Regions from separate parts of the Mus musculus genome. Here region 2 is linked to region 1. Evidence: chromatin contacts called from public promoter capture Hi-C data. All regions are on one chromosome and are shown on one strand. Each heading gives the region's core, a stretch centred on a gene start, on an enhancer-like site or on the middle of the called end of the contact. The rest is flanking DNA. Distances are from core to core; before and after follow the strand shown. Region 1 holds the start of Ap1ar (adaptor-related protein complex 1 associated regulatory protein). Region 2 holds the start of Enpep (glutamyl aminopeptidase).

Region 1 (2,700 bases), core at 152-2,651:
TCCTTACGCACTTATAGTTCCATTTCCAAGGCTACATTATTATTATTGATTTCAGGTACTGGAAGAGAGGAGGAAAATGCAGTGACAATTTAGGAAACCATTAAGCCATTTCACTGGCATCCAATGAGCAGTGGGGCTTGTCCACTTGAATACCAAAGAGTCAAGTTCACTAAGTGCTAAGACTGAAATCATGGCTGGCCTTGATGCTAAGAACCAACAAAATGAGTAGTTGAAAGAATGTTTTCCTAGTAGTACTGTTTTCTTTTCTTTTTTTTTTTTCAATGTCACCATTTCACTCACACTAAAGTGGGTTAAAATTGTAATATATGGTATCAGTGGAGCATGTTATCCACAGAACTGGGCATTTGTGAAACAACTATGCCTTGGATCCAGTTGGGTTAGACAGGGTTTCATTACATAGACATGGCTGGCCAGGATCTGGCTCTGTAGATCAGGCCGGCCTCCAACTCCCAGGCATACTTCTGCCTTCTGCTTTTAAAGCTACCTGGTGTCTGAAAGGGGGTTTTTAGGGTGGCATTTGAGAACATGGACCTTTACCCCAGCCTTGCTCTTCTTAACTTGGAATTAGAATATTATATTTGAATTAGAAATGGCTTGTTCTCCCGAAAACCCAAGACCTTTTGCTGACTTCTTCTGGTTCTCCTCTTCTCCACCTGAAATTACTTTTAATTTAAAAAATAAAAAATAAAAATACAGGGTCTCACACAGTCCGGACTGACCTCCAACTTAATGTGTATCTGAGGTTGACTTTGAATTTATGACTCTGCTTCCATCTCTCAAGTGCTGTTGACTGCAGATTTTTCCACCACACTTCTACCAACCGAGCTACATGCCCAAGCTGGAACTTTTCGTTTTTAATAAAAGAAAATCCGCCTAGGAGTGCACAGTGTCTCTCCAGTCCGCTGGCAGTATAACGAGAATAAGCTGCTCCGCAAACGAGAATATTTTAAGAATTAAAACAAAACAAAACAAAATAAAACAAAAAGCCTCTTAGTGTGTTCTAAGTAACGGCAGTGAGTCCCTCCTCTCTGCCTCTAGCTCTGGTGCCATCCTGGAGCGCACTCGTTGGGTGACTTCCGACCCGCTGCTGCAGAAGGGGAGGCTCGTGCGCTCTAGGTACAAAGTTCGAAGGCTAAGCTTGCGCTCGAGCATGCGCTGCATGATCCCCACTGCTTGACAGCGGGCGACGAAGGCGCCAGAAGTGGCGTAGAGAGAGAGAGAGAGAGAGAGAGCAGATCCCCGTCTAGGATCAGGTTCAGCACACAGCACCTACAACCGAGAACAGCGCCTCCTGCCCGGCGCTGCCAGCCAAGCCGGAATCCAGCGGAAATGACGCCCGCGCCAGCCGCCGGAAGCGGTAGCCGCCAGAAACGTGTCCAATGGGAGCCCGGGAGCGGCAGGGGGCGTGGCGGCGCGGGCCTCCCGCGGCTGCCGGGGCGGTGACGGGCGCGGGCGGCCGGGCGGGTGGCGAGCGGGCCATGCGGACGGCTGGAGACCCGGGACCCCACGGCCCTGCGCTCGTCCCTCGCGCCGCGGTAGCCCGGAGCCCGCGGGCCTAGCGGCGGCCTTTGTTCCCGGCGTCGCCGTCTGCCGAGCTCCGGCCGGCGCGGATGCAGCTGCTCCGCCTGGGCTCGCGCTCGGGGCAGGAGGAGGAGCGGCGGCTCCGGGCGGCATGCGATGGGGAACTGCTGCTGGACGCAATGCTTCGGGCTGCTCCGCCGGGAAGCGGGTCGGCTGCAGCGAGCGGGCGGAGGGTAAGCGGCAGCGCAGGCCCGGGATGCCCGGGATGCGCGGCCGGGGATCGGCGGTGGTGGTGGTGCCCGCCGCCCCCGTGCAGGCTCCCTGTCCCTGAGGACTTACCTCGGGAGGTACGATCTCCTGTAAGCACCCGGCACTGCCTCCTGGACACACCCTGCTTTGACTTAACGCCAAAGCTTCTGTCTCTGTGTTTGGTCTTCCTTTTGGGCCTTGACAGAACAGGTGAAAATCTGGCCCCAAGGTTGATGCCCCAGGTGCATTTTAAATAGAAGTCACTTCTGCTCCAGGCTCTGGTGAACTCTTAGGTAAAGAGCTGCAGGATCGCAGTGCACACTGGCCATTGAAGCGACTGGTGCGGCTGTATGCGAATCCTTTCATAGCAATAACTTAGAATTTTGGAGAGGAATACCATGCTGTGATTGCTACCCTTATGCTCGATAATCTAACCAAAATGTCACCGAGCAGCACGTCTCTTGTGAGGAAAGTGGGATATGCTTCAGATTTTTCTATCCAATAGCAAAATTGTGTGATTACTGTTGTACCTTTATTTCCTAGAATAGTGAAAAAACAAAACAAAACAAAAAACCCGGGGGCACATAGCATTGATGTTGATTTTATTATTCCTAAGCATTTTTCGGGAATTAAAACCTAGAATCAAAAAATCTAAGCCAGCCAATCTAACTAAAGAACATATCTGTTTTGAACTTTCTTAAGCATGGTGCCCAATTTTCAGCCAATAGCTTTGTATTGGGAAGCTTTCAGCCCACACAAACTGGAACCAAGTGATTTGTAATTCGAATCTTTGGGTCATGAGTGCATTATAAAATGATTCACTAATTAAGCAGTGTGTCAAAGTAGTGAAGGTGTTACTCTATGCGTCCCTAGAATGGGAGGGGATGGACTTAAAACATTTCTACTTAG
Region 2 (2,700 bases), core at 162-2,661, 1.5 Mb before region 1:
GTGTGCATTTACATGTGTGTGGAGGCAGAGGATGGACAAACTTGGCTGCCATTCCTCAGACAGACAACCATCTTGGCTTTGCTCTTAACTCGCCAAGTGGGCTAGGCTGAGGAGTTGGTGAGCTTCAATGATCCCGTTGCCTACACCTCTCCAACACTGGCATTCCGAGTTTTATACCATTATACTTGGGCTTGTTTGTTTGTTCGTTTGTTTGTTTTTTTTTTTTTAATGTGGGTACTAGTAACCAAACTCAGGCCTTCGTGCCTGCTGCAAGGCACAAACTTACTAAGCCATCTCCCCAGACAGAGATTTTAATGTTATCTTACCTAGACCATGGGAATTGCTCTTTGGAAAATGCTAAGCCTTTAATAATCATTTAATCTTGAATATTCCTTCTCTTTATATAAGAAAATCTGTGCAGTGCAGTAACTACATGGCCCTTCAACTCAGACACCAATTCTGCTACTGCCAGCTGCGTGTCCTTCACCATCTCTATAACAGGCAGCCAAATAGAATCAATTGCATGGGATTGTGGGAAAAAATTTGTATGCTAGTTTCTATAAAGTACCTTATAGAAAATACTATATATAATTCTCAAAACCTCCATAGCTACATTACGTTTGCATTGCCATTGTCAGCAATGGCTAGTGTTTGCAACTTGGCTACTCATAAGAAGTTGTAATCCTCTATGCATACCTTCACTCCCTACCAATGACATCATTGCTAATGGCTCTCTGGTAGGGCCAGCCATTACAGCTGCTATCTGCTCCAAAGCTGACATACTATTCCTAAGTTTGCAGAGCATACTCTCGTTTTGGGACAAACTCTCAGACTTTCCAAAGTTCCCCCTCCCCCCCTCACTCTCCTTCCCCTTTTTCGGCTTTCCTGACCTGGCCAGTTGCTTCGCATTTCCCCTTCTGCCTTCCATCTACCTGCCTTGGACTACCTGGTCCTGTAACTCTGTCACTGACTGACTAAATGATCCTTAAACTTAGAAACTCCTCCAAGTATCGAACTCTAAGATATGATTTCCGCAGAGGGCAGAAATGGAATGTTTACATAATTTGAAGGAAAAGAGGAGGAGAAAAAAAAAAAAAAAACAACAAAAAAATCACGCTTAGCTTCTTTGGCAAGCAACCTAATAAAATAGTGAAATTTAAGAAGCCCTTTGGCTGAGAGAGCCCGGCTGCTCACACAGCAAGAAGAAGCCCTAGATCTGATGGCAAAGGTTGCGTTTTCTATCGTAAGCACACCTCTTTGCCAAGTGATTTCTCTGAAGCTGACAGAGGTTTGGCAACATCTCCACCTCTCCCAACCCCCACCCCTTTGCTGTATTGGCCGATAAGCTCAAGCCCTGTTTTATATTTAACTCGCTCCAGTTCAGAAGGGGCAGGCCTGGGGAGACGCTGTTTATATAGCGCTGAGCCAACATTCTCATCAGTCCTCCTCCTTCAAGTCAGCTTCTCTTCTGCGTCTCCATCCTACTCCTTGGTCTCCGCATTCATCCTGGAGTGGCCGGTGGGGACGAGCAGGACCGGGAAGAGGGAGAGGTGTGGGAAAGCGAAGCCAAGCTGCCAGGGATCGGACGCCTTCCAATTGAAAAGGGAAGTCAGCTGACAAGGAAAGTTAGTTAAATTTAACATCCTTTCATGTGTAACATCTGACTTCGGGGGAGAAAATGAACTTTGCAGAGGAAGAGCCCTCCAAGAAATACTGCATTAAAGGCAAACACGTGGCCATCATCTGTGGAGTAGTGGTGGCAGTTGGATTAATAGTGGGACTTTCTGTGGGTTTGACCAGGTCGTGTGAGCAGGACACAACCCCAGCTCCTTCCCAACCTCCTCCGGAAGCCAGCACTGCCCTCCCTCCTCAGGACCAGAATGTCTGCCCTGACAGTGAAGATGAAAGCGGAGAATGGAAAAACTTCAGGCTGCCTGACTTCATCAATCCAGTTCACTACGACCTGGAGGTGAAGGCCCTGATGGAGGAAGACAGGTACACGGGAATAGTGACCATCTCTGTCAACTTGAGCAAACCCACTCGTGACCTATGGCTCCACATCAGGGAGACCAAGATCACCAAGCTGCCGGAGCTAAGGAGGCCCTCTGGGGAGCAGGTACCAATTCGACGGTGCTTCGAGTATAAGAAGCAGGAGTACGTGGTGATCCAGGCTGCAGAAGACCTTGCGGCCACCAGTGGGGACAGTGTCTATCGGCTGACCATGGAGTTTAAAGGCTGGCTGAACGGTTCCCTTGTGGGTTTTTACAAAACCACCTACATGGAGGACGGGCAAATCAGGTATGTGCTGTGTGGTGCTGTGTGTGTTACTGTGTGTAGTGCAGAGCTGTGTTATGCTGTGTGTGGTGGGACGAGGTGTGATACAGTGTGGTGCTGTGCTGTGTTGTGTTGTGTTGTGTTGTGTTGTGTTGTGTTGTTTTGTTCTGTGTGCGGTGCGGTGCGGTGCTGAGCTGTATGTGCTACTATGTGCAGTGTGGTGCTGTGTTATGCTGTGTGTGGTGGGACGAGGTGTGATGCAGTGTGGTGCTGTGCTGTGTTGTTCTGTGTGCGGTGCAATACAGTGCTGTGTGGTGCTTCCTCTGAACCCAGTTTCTGCAGTGTTTATTTTTGCCTTTTCTCTTTGCTTCCCATCTCTTGTGTTTTGTGGGTCTGATCCCTATCTGCCCTTGCTTTCAATTCTGC

The links. Promoter capture Hi-C pulls out the DNA fragments that hold promoters and counts their contacts.
Region 2: a contact with region 1 is called in a promoter capture Hi-C map of liver, with 6 times the contacts expected there. The contact joins the promoter of Enpep here to the promoter of Ap1ar in region 1. A contact is called at or near these places in 6 of 39 promoter capture datasets (the C10 cell line, hippocampal neurons, liver and 2 more) and 3 of 115 datasets of contacts at active chromatin or transcription factors (extraembryonic endoderm stem cells, large pre-B cells and pro-B cells).

The regions. Positions count from the first base shown.
Region 1 is chr3:127,836,224-127,838,923 of GRCm38.p6, reverse strand. Ap1ar (adaptor-related protein complex 1 associated regulatory protein) reads left to right here and starts at 1,401. Exons shown (of 10, transcript NM_145964.3): 1 at 1,401-1,775. The coding sequence starts at 1,699. Gm43653 (a long non-coding RNA gene) reads right to left here and starts at 1,427. Exons shown (of 2, transcript XR_003954551.1): 1 at 741-1,427; 2 at 1-58.
Region 2 is chr3:129,331,460-129,334,159 of GRCm38.p6, reverse strand. It overlaps Enpep (glutamyl aminopeptidase), which reads left to right and starts at 1,411. Exons shown (of 20, transcript NM_007934.3): 1 at 1,411-2,298. The coding sequence starts at 1,679.